2 separate regions of the Zea mays genome follow, and region 2 is linked to region 1. Evidence: chromatin contacts called from public Hi-C data. All regions are on one chromosome and are shown on one strand. The core of a region is the stretch at or near the end of the contact, and the rest is flanking DNA. Distances in the headings are between cores, read along the strand shown.

Region 1 (5,699 bases), core at 382-2,881:
ATTGCTTTTAAAGTTGGTCAAAATTTTATTAGTAGTTACTAAGTGCAAGTAGATACCTAACCAGAGTAATAATAGATCAAAATTGATAACAACACCCGCAATGAATTGCATATGACAAATTGAATTTAATTCCATAAATTAATCATGCGAGAGTCCTGAGCTGCTCATGATCACGAGCACGGCTAGTATACTAGTTTTACACTCTGCAGAGGTTGTACCCTGTACCCACAAGTCGTGTATCCCATGTCACTAGGGTTAGCTAGACCCTTAAAAACTACCGAGGTGAATGGCTAGGGATCCACTACGAAGCCTTTACAAAGTTCCACTAGCTTCAGAAAACCCGCTACATTTTCTAGGAAGAGCAATGCGGGAATCCCCCATCTGACCGCCATCGCAGCAAAATCAACCCGGGAACCTCCCTACACGCCTACTGCCCTTGCCCCTATCGGGTAAGGTAGTCCTCCACTAGCTTTCCTAGTTAGTCAGCCAAGGGCGTCCCATTCCACCCTTGTGGTGGCACATGTTTCTCAAGTTAAGCTCCATGTTCCAATTAAAAATAATGATCTTGACATGAATAATAAATAAAATAATAGTATAATTGGAACATGAACATAATGTAATATTAAACCCAAAACCATATAGAGCAATAGCAAAAACTATCCAAATAGTTCAGGGGTAAACAAGGTAACAAGATAATCAGTCTAGGGTGACCTATTGGGTCCCATCAAAATTAAGCCTATGCATGAATAAGTGATAATAAAGAACATTATTGGGTAATAAAAGTGGTCAAGGGCTCAACTTGCCTGGGACTTGAGATTCCAGGTACCAACTTGCTCTTCAGGTGACTCGTGACCTCACTGTTAGTCATAGCAATACAGACAAACATGATATAGGCAAAATTAACATCACATCAAACATAAGTACAAACTGAATAATAATAATCTATGAGATGCTACGAGATCGTGGGTTCGAGAATCACTAAATTCGGAGCTACGGTTACAAAGATATGGCTTTTCCAAGATTTAGGTGATTTAATCAATGAAACTATATTTTATGTTGATTAAAATAAATCATGTGAGAAAAGATATAACTAACTCCAATTTTAATATAGGTTATAACCTGATTAGAGGTCATTCGATAGTTATTAATAGTCATAGTCGGACTACTTTGATAAAATATTAATCTACTATATAGATAGGGTAATTAAATAACTAACTAAAAGAGTAAGTGATATGACAACGGGATGTTTGTCATAGTGTAGTAAACTTTATTACAAATCTATCACAATTTGAATGAGTCAAATCGGAGTTAAAACGAGAAAGTTATGAATTTCCTAAGTTTATCATATTTATTTTCATTCTAAAAATCATTTTAGATTTTATTCTCTGAGATTACCAGACCGGTGGATGGCGGACACAATTTCTGAGTTCACCAAGGTCTAACCTACAAAACTCAGGGCCTTTCTAAAATGATTCCATCACCATCAGGGATCGCGGGTTAATTGTGGAAAACCCTGAGGACCCATACTGCAAAAATACCACGCGGATTCAACGTGCTCGGCTCTAGGCCATCCATTTTAGGATCTAAGGCCCAGATTAGATGGACTACCCTAGCGAACCGGTACGTGATGTGAGTCGTTGGATCAAGATCCCATGGCTGCGGTTAAATAGGTCCACATAACGAACCGGTATGGAATGTCCCCCGTAGGATTGCCAACCGACGGTGGCGATTCAAAATCATACTATTAAAATCCTAACCGCACATATCCTGATCTAGGGTCCCCAATTCACCCCCGCATCATCCGATCACGCACGTCCATCAGCAAACAGATGACCCACATAAGATTTGGCCGAACTGCACACTGGCTCTGATCATGGCCGTTGGCGACCAAATCAGCGGTCCCGGCACATCTTCCCCACCCCGATGCGGCAGAGCGGGGGTGAACAGCACCCCGCGGCAGAGCAACTCGCCGGCACACCCCGCCCGACGGAGACAGGGCCCCAAATCCTACACCAACCCGTGCTACACGCAGAGGAAGACGAGGTGATTCGAGAGGAAGGCTTCTTACCATGAGTCAATGCTTGGTTGCGGCCAGCCACGTACAAGGCGAAATCACGGCGGAGGGGAAACGACGGCGAGAAATTAGTGGCCTCACGGTGGATTTCCCCGCAGTGGAAGGTTGTGGCCAGTTTTGGTAATCACCACCGATTGTCCAAGGGCTTCAATTCGGCTCCACAACCGCCATGGCGAGAGCAGAGCCAACGGCGGGCCTTTCCCCAAGCAGGCGGTGATGAGGTTAAAGGGGTTAGGACGCACGACCCAAGCGTGGAGTTCATCTGGCTTCAGATGCGCACCCAGGCACAGTCTTATACACAGGACCACTCGAACTAACCGCCAGAGATCCACGGAGATCCACGACCGGACCTCGGGTGTTAGTTGAGCGCGCATCGGGATGACAACATGGGCCCCGCCAGTCACAGAGAGAGGCACCACAGGCACAGGAGCGCCACAGAAGGGAAGGACGCTGGCGAGTGAGCCCCGGCCGGCAGTGGCACAGATGCGTGCGACGCAGATGTTGGGCTGGCAAGGTGAGGTGAACCGGTTGAGCAGAATCGTCCCATATGTAGCCTTCTTTCTTTTTTTGTTTTCTTTCTATTCTCTTCTCAATTCAATTTTGAATTCAAATCTGTTCTAAATTTAAGTTCAAGTTTAGTGCACCAATAAAACTCCAATATGATGTGCAACAATTATATTAATATATTTAGTTGCTTTATTTATTATATTATTTTATTTTAGATAATGCTTTTAACATGAAATACACATCACATTTATTTCAATAGTATATTATTTCGGGTGTGTAGTCAAGTCAAAAGGTATATTCTGAAGTTCATATCCCTTTGTCCTGATAGAAAACATTTTTCGATTGTCTAATCTTCATTAGGATATGATTAGCTAATCTTATTTTATTATGAGCATTTACTTCATAGAGGGTGAATTCTAAAGTTCAGTCTTTTTCAAGAGCACCTATTTTGATGATTATATTTATTATTATTATTTCTATCTAAAGGATTCCCTTAAATCTCAAGTTAAGATTGAGTGTTACAAATCCTACCCCCTTAATAGAAATCTTGTCCTCCAGATTAATAAGAAAGGGAATGCAACTAGTTTGGTTTGTAGTCTATATTTTAGTTTCTAATTGGTTTTAATACCAAAAGTTTTTTTACATCACAAATTATTAGGTGATTAGGAAAGCAGGGGTATATATACGGGTATAGCCACTTCATAAAAGATGTGTTTAAAGCATAGATATGTTTGGGTAAGAAAGAGTACGGTAAGGAAAGGCTCCATCCAAGATTGTGGATCTTGATTCCTTTGAAGATCTGACTTGAATCTTATCCTACCTTGATTTGATGAGGTCGATCATCTTCGATCTTCGGCCTTAGAATCGTCACCAAAGTTAGGGATATATAATTAAGATGACTTGTAGATAAGAACAGATGATTAGTGGGTAGGTCATATGGAATGAGTGTACTATGGCATAATCTAGCTTCCTTTGGGGTCTAGCGTGACTCATATTTCTCTTTAATAAGATTGATCTCTTCCTACTTGAGCTTTGGTGTCTCCATCCGGGTTTGGGACAAAAGATTAAGATAGATCAGTAGGTAACAACTAGGCAGAGGGTTTAGTAGGCAGCTATATGCTAGATGGGATTAGTTATGTATCCTGTTATGTAGGTCAAGTGGTTGGGTATGGCCGAGTCGATCTAAGTCACCAATTTAGGCTTTAGTGAATTAGGAGTATGACCTTATCCTTTTGTACCAGCATTAAGTAATTCTCACTAGATTGGATCATATTAGCTTATATCACATTAGATTTTATACTCATATTTAAGAATATCATTTAGTTAAGCATATCAAGCTGATTTTATCTGTATGAAATTCTAGTATCTGTATTTTTTTATCTAAGTAGAACTTCCAATTAGTATATTTTTATACACCTAAAATTCTTCATGCCATTAGCAGGTGTGGCATAGAAAACAAGGGTAACTCAGGTTTTAGCTATTAGGTGAGTGTGGAGAAGATTTGGAGGATAAGGGAAAGTTAGGTAAGGGAGACTTTTATTCCGGGTGGTGGATCTTGATTCATCTGAATATATGTTTCTACTCATATCCTTCATTGTCGAGGTTAACCTTCTTCTTGGGTCTGATTCAGGGACCATCCGTCATGGTGTTAGATGCCATTATCTGAGTTGGGGTAACAATTGCGGGTACATGGGATAGGTAGGTTAAACATAGTTTTACTTCGCTTTTGGGATAAATGGGTTGGGCAACCTATAACATAGGCTGGGTCGTGGTTTCACGGACGAGTTGGTCTAAGACACCAATTTAGGTTTAAAACCCATTTATAGGAATATGGTCTAATCTATGTTACCAGTATTAACTAACTTGTTTAAGTCACTCCCTTTAGATTGGATCATATTAGATTAGGTAGGGTCTAGATTAGATCGGATATAACTAGATTAGACTAGTTTAAGTTAAATAGATCTACCTGGTAGGACATATATTATTAATATATGTTAGAATCTTTTGAGATAGGATGGATTATATGGTGTAGGTAAGTCATAATCTATGTTAGGTTAAAACAGAGGGGTTATGCAACCATCAGATGTTTAAGATAGTTTCACGAGGCCGAGTTGGTCTGTTGTTCTTAATTTAGTGCAGAGTGAATTAAGTTAAAACATATTTTATAGGAGTAGAGTCTCATTTATTTCATCAGTACTAACTCTTCTATTAAGTAATTTACATTAGATTAGCTCAACTTAAGGTTAGCCTTCGTTAGGTTAGATTAATCTATCACATTAGATCAGATCTAGGTTAGATTGTTATGACTAGATAGACTAGATAAGATCTCATTAATTTGGATTAGATCATGGTTGTTACTTTAGGATAAGTAAAGTGGTTAGGATAAGATAATTCCTTCAAGATAAGATGAATCTATTAAGATAAGAGAGAGTCTTTTAAAATAAGATGGATCTATTAGGCTCGATATATTCTAGTGGGGTATTCTTAGTTGGTCTAGTTTATCTTATAAACAATTTATGAGGATAAGATATTCTTTTTTTATTTTTTTACATAAGATGAACCTATTAGGATAAGATAGAATCCTTTAAGTTAAGAGGGATCTATTTAAAATAGATACACTTTAATGGAGGATATTCTAGGTTGTTTAGTTATCTTATGAATTTTATTTATTTATATTTATGCCTATATGTATATGCAGATGTAATTATGGACATTACTCTACAACTCATCACACTCGATCAAAGATCCAAATCAGACATGTATCACAAGAACAAACATTCAAGCATACAAATATTTACAAAAATAGTTTTGATTTTGTTCCTAAGTGTAGGTCTCCTATTCCTAAAGGTCACTACAGGATTTCAAAGTGTGAAATCCACTTTTGTCTTTAGAAGTGAAAAGGTAAGAATAATCAGAGTAAAGCAGAAATAGATGAGAAAAGATTTAGAAAAGTTTAGAAAGAATCAGAGTAGCAGAGGTAAATAGGTAATGGTTTTGTCCAGTTCTATCTAAGTTTTGTCCTACAGTCAACATTCCTCTGATACCACTTCTGTCACACCCGGGTTTTAGGGGTCCAAAACACGGGCGCGAAATAATCACCAATTGTGCTAGGACCAAG
Region 2 (5,533 bases), core at 915-3,414, 150 kb before region 1:
AAATGTGTTGGCTTGGTTTGAGTATCCCCGTGCAGCAGCAAGTTAGACAATTTTTTAAATCTTCGGTGGTCTCTGTTGTTGGGAATGAGACCAATACTTTTTTCTGGTCGGACAGATGGTTGAATGGGCAGAGGATACATGATTTTGGCCCTGAAGTTGTAAGTATGGTGAGTAGCAGGCCATTTAATTCGAGAACTGTTGCTCAGGCGTTGCATAATTGGCAATGGGTTTGCGATATCGTGAATCATTTATCTTTGATTGGTCTACAGCAATATTTGCAGCTGTGGGATGCTTTAAGTGGAGTGGTGCTTAATCAGGAGGAGGACAGACATGTGTGGGTGCACTCGAGCTCTGGAGTATTGTCCTCAAAATCTTGTTATTCGGCGTTGTTTATGGGAGCTATTTCTTTCCAGCCATGGAAATGGGTGTGGAAGTCGTGGGCACCCCCCAAATGCAAATTTTTTGTTTGGCTGGTAATAAGGAATAAATGTTGGACTGCGGATAGACTTCAGAGGAAAGGACTACCGCACCCGGTGGTTTATCCATTATGTGATCAAGAGCAGGAAACTATCTTGCACCTCTTGTGCTCTTGCAGTTTTGCTAGACAATTTTGGCATGTTATATTTTCAGCTTTGAGGTTGGGACATCTTACGCCTACTAGAGAGGCGGGCTCTTTTGTGGATTGGTGGGACAAGGTGCAAAGGAGAGTCCCCAAGCAAATCAGAAAAGGTATTCATAGTCTCATTATCCTAGGGGCCTGGTGTTTATGGCTGCATCGCAATAAGGCGGTATTTGATGGTGTCAACCCTTCATTGAGCACCATTCAGAGGCTTTTCTTGAATGAGGTGGAGTGCTGGTGTATGGCTGGTGCGAAGCAGCTCGAGAGTCTCGGACTTCTGGCTGCATTTGCTAGGGTCAGGGCTATTCCTAGTGCATGAGGTTGTACTGTTTTTCCTTTTTTATTTTTTGCCTGTTATGGCATTGTACTTTGGTCCATTTCGGACCTTTCTCTCTTTCAATATAATGATGCGTAGTTCTCCTGCGAGAAAAAAAAAGTAATGACACATCCTTACGTAGCTAGGGTTCTATAGGATGCCGACAGTGCAACAGATTGTCATTTGCACTACGCCACTGCAACCTCTATCACATGTTATTGATAGATCAAAATGACACAAAAGAATTGCTCAAGGGTCAAGGATTGCTATTGCAAGAGCTTCAATTACACAAGACTTACTCCATTGCAGGCACTAGAATATAATCAACATATCAAACCAGCAAGACCACTACTGCATTCCTTCGAATATTTGTCAAGCTCTGCAGGCAAGCAAATAAAAAAAAACACAGTGAAGCACCAGAAATCTAACCAGTATATGATCCTCCCGTCGAGGTCAAGAATGTGGACGGACTGCCCCATTGACTGAAGCACCCTGGAGTACTGCCTCTCCGGCAGCCTAGCGCTGGTGCTAGCGTCTCCAGCGCCTGCGCGGCCCTCCCGCTGCAGCGGTGATGAGTGCGGGAAAGACGCCGACCCACGGGCCCACGCGCGCTGCCCGCCCTCAAACCCCCCGGACAGCCGCCTACCTGGCGCCCCCGCCTTCGCCTTGGCCGGCGGTGGCGGCGGCACCGGCACGCCGCGCCGCGGCGAGACGGATTGCGAGCGCCGACGCTCCCCAGCGCCGGGTATTAGCTTAGACATCTCCTGCTTGAGCTGCGCCTGCCCAACCTCCAGTTCCCGGATCTTCTTCAGGAGTTCCTCCCCGCTGGAGTCCATCCTTGCCGCGGCAGAGGCTGGCTTCCTCAAAACCACCGAGGCCGCCTCGTCCTCAAACCACCGGCATCACCGACTTCCACGAGCGCCCTAGAGCTGACTCCGCCGCCGCCGCGTCCCCTCTCGCCTTCTCAGGGACGGCCCCTACGAGCTCGGAAGGCCGCTCCTTTCTCCGCTCCCGAGGCAGATTCGACGCAAACGGAGCAAAAGCTCGGAGCCTCCCGGTTCTCTGAGATCTCCAGCAGCGATCCCCCCGGGCAGAAACCGGCTAAATCGATGAAAACTACAATCTTTTCTGGGGAGCAGTCTTGCCTGTGCGTGGAAGAGGAGCAAATTGCTGTGGAATCTGTCTCGCTCACCGGTCACACACACGCATCCAGATGGAGATTGAATAAAATACAATAGTAGTAATAATAATGGCAATAAAAAACTGCCGGGGCTGCTTGCTGGTCTCCTGGTGGCATTTTATGCATCTGGTCTTAGTTTTTGTTTGATATTTTGTAGCCTTCTCAAAAAGTATTTTATGCCCATTTTTTCTGTTTCGGCAATTTTCAATTTCTTTTGTATATTTTCTTGGGTGTTGTGTTGATCCACACAGCGCCTGTCCCTGTCCCTATCCATCTAACTTGCTGCCAGTGCCAACCTGTGTTGTCATCCTTGACGAGAAAAAATGTTGGCAACTGGGAAATTGGTTGCTGCTATCACTGCAATTTTCGGATAGGCTCGGGATTATTTCTTGGCTTTTAACTGTCTAGATCTATACTATATTATGCTTGCCAGTTCTGTTTTGGTGCTCATTTATATGATTTGCTTTTGTTGCGTGTGGTGTGTAGGGTCCTTTTGTGGGTGCCTATACCACTCAACTGTCCCGGAACGGCATGCTTGCATGCCACAATTTTGGTCAGCTTTTTTCACATGTGTCTGTTATTAGTGTGACCTTTTTTTTCTTTTTCCCGTCTCAAAATATAAATTTTGGATAAAAATGGTAAATATGTATATAAAGATATAATTATTATACTTCAAACGAAGAGAACGTAAAAAGATACAACTAGAGTCTGGTAGTTCTATTTTTAGGTGTCTACTTGATTTAAATAAATTTTATACTTTAGAAGTGCATACTTTTGACCAAAACATCTAGTCATGTCCATATGCATTCGTTTGAGCCTTTAATTAAGCTAACTTTAAAAATAAATAGAAAGAGAGTATGATCCTAATATGATTTAATTCTTAAATTTTATAGTATAAAATTTAGAGTCCGTTAGAGTATGATCCTAAGCATGATGTAGAAGAAAAAGAAGATGTGCTAAATTTCTGGTTAGCCACCTTTTTTGGACTCTAGACATGTATTTAAATAAGGTCTTGTTCAATTATTTCCACCTCACATGGATTAGATATAATTGAAATTAGGAGGATTTTGACTTGTTTAGAATTTAATCTCACTCAATTTACTTTAATCCACATGAATTAAGTATAAAACAAACAGGCCCTAAGGGTGAATCAACACTCGAATTATTCGAGCCGCAGCTCAGACATGCCTCGTATAACTTTATTTGCTCTAGTTTTAAATAGTTAAAATAAAAAAGAGTGAAATTTAAAGCCAGTTGTGGTCTGGAAGCCTTGCCTGGTCTAGGTAGCTCCATCCGTGAGCTAACATAATAGTCGGTCAGATTACACTGCTTCATAAAGTATGGAGTGAAAAGGAACATGAAAAAATGAAAAGAGAACGATAAAAATACTACATAGCTAGTAACTGTGTACCTTTCGACAAGCAGGCTTTCTGCGAGGTTTCTATTTGAGCCCCTTGGTTTGGTTTTTATTTATATAGTGTTTTTTCTATGATTACAGTTACAATAGTTTAAACAGCTGGCTTTAGGCTGGGAGAGCTTTACTTCAAAATTTTCAAATCTATTTCAGCTTCTATCCAAACAGGTACAGCTCCACGAGCTCTAGTTTCAAAAAACTGAAACTAGAGGTCAATTTCATGAAACTTTTGAAGCTCCTCAAAGGGTGCTTCGAAAACACTGTTTTCATACATCCTCATGATAATTGCACAAAAATTGCCCACCATGTCATTGGTTACATGACCTACCGATTTAGGTATCTTTCTCCACCTACTAATCATCAAGGGTAATTAAGAAAAATCACACAAATTAATTGTATTATGGAAGCTAGAGTAGTCTATGTACATGCCAAACACTCTTGAATCTCGCCTTACCAATCTGTTGAAGTTGTTTCATTGTGAAGCTGTAAAATTGTCGGCGTTTCGACCTCGGGGGGTCCATGGACCGACGAGTAAATTGTCGCCGCGTGCCCCAGCCCAGATGGGTCGGCGCGAGACGGAGCGCGAAGGGGGGAGAAAGCCGGAGGGAGGCTGGCGTAAAAGGAGAAACCCGGGGCCTTCGTGTTTGTCCCGCGCCCAGGTCGGGTGCGCTTGCAGTAGGGGGTTACAAGCGTCCGCGCGGGAGGGAGCGAGAGGCCTATGCGCGCGCCGTCCCGTCCTTCCCCGCGCGGCCAACCCTCTGTAAGAGGGCCCTGGACCTTCCTTTTATAGGCGTAAGGAGAGGGTCCAGGTGTACAATGGGAGATGTAGCAGTGTGCTAACGTGTCTAGCAGAGAGGAGCTAGTGCCCTAAGTACATGCCGTCGTGGTAGCCGGAGAGGTTTTGGCACCCTGTTTGTGTGATGTCGTGGCCGTCGGAGGAGCGCTGGGGCCTGGCGGAAGGACAGTTGTCGGGGCTGTCGAGTCCTTGCTGACGTCTCCTTGCTTCCGTAAGGGGGCTGAGAGCCGCCGTCGTCATGGAGCATGCGGGGCGCCATCATTACTTGTTTACCGGGGCGAGCCAGATGGGACGCCGGTCTTGTTCCCCGTAGCCAGGGCTAGCTAGGGGTAGGGTAATGATGGCCCCTCCTGTGACGTGGTCGGTCCGAGCCCTGGGTCGGGCGAGGCGGAGGCTCCTCCGAGGTCGAGGTCGAGTCTGTCTTCCGAGGCCGAGGTCGAGTCTGAGCCCCTGGGTCGGGCGAGGCGGAGACTGTCGGCTGAGGCCAGGGCTGAGTCCGAGCCCTGGGGTCGGGGGAGGCGGAGTTCGTCGTTTTCCGGGGCCGAGGCCGAGTCCGAGCCCTGGGATCGGGTGAGGCGGAGTTCGTCGTCTTCCAGGGCCGAAGCCAGGTCCGACCCTGGGGTCGGGCGATGCGGAGTTCGTCGTCTTCCGGGGTCGAAGCCGAGTCCGAGCCCTGGGGTCGGGCGATGTGGAGTTCGTCGTCTTCCGGGGCCGAGGTCGAGTCCGGGCCCTGGGGTCGGGCGAGGCGGAGCTTCCTATGGCGCCCGAGGCCGGACTTGGTTGCTGTCAGCCTCACTCTGTCGAGTGGCACAACAGTCGGAGCGGCGCAGGCGGTGCTGTCCTCTTGTCAGGCTGGTCAGTGGAGCGGCGAAGTGACTGCGGTCACTTCGGCTCAGTCGACTGAAAGACGCGCGTCAGGATAAGGTGTCAGGCCACCTTTGCATTAAATGCTCCTACGATACGGTCGGTCGGTGTGGCGACTTGGCCAAGGTTTCTTCTTGGCGAAGACTAGGCCTCGGGCGAGCCGAAGGTGTGTCCGTTGCTGGAGGGGGTCCTCGGACGAGACGTAAATCCTCCGGGGTCGGTTGCCCTTGCCCGAGGCTGGGCTCGGGCGAGGCGAGATCGTGTCCCTTGAGTGGACCGAGCCTTGACTTAATTGCACCCATCAGGCCTTTGCAGCTTTGTGCTGATGGGGGTTACCAGCTGAG

The links. Hi-C and Micro-C count contacts between places; a contact is called where the count stands out from the background.
Region 2: a Hi-C map of bundle sheath shows a contact between it and region 1, with 2.3 times the contacts expected there. The contact joins the promoter of LOC100501094 here to the enhancer-like site in region 1. A contact is called at or near these places in 2 of 25 Hi-C or Micro-C datasets (bundle sheath and leaf).

The regions. Positions count from the first base shown.
Region 1 is chr1:151,331,728-151,337,426 of Zm-B73-REFERENCE-NAM-5.0, reverse strand. No RefSeq gene overlaps it. Among protein-coding and RNA genes, the nearest start is that of LOC118476060, 30 kb to the right of the region's middle. Within about 2 kb of position 1,631, at least 20 of the 20 cell types and tissues checked have an H3K27ac peak or open chromatin away from gene starts, as enhancers often do. A contact at or near this core is called in bundle sheath and leaf, where this site is marked.
Region 2 is chr1:151,486,277-151,491,809 of Zm-B73-REFERENCE-NAM-5.0, reverse strand. It overlaps LOC100501094 (protein kinase domain superfamily protein), which reads right to left and starts at 2,164. Exons shown (of 13, transcript NM_001195915.1): 1 at 1,365-2,164. The coding sequence starts at 1,771.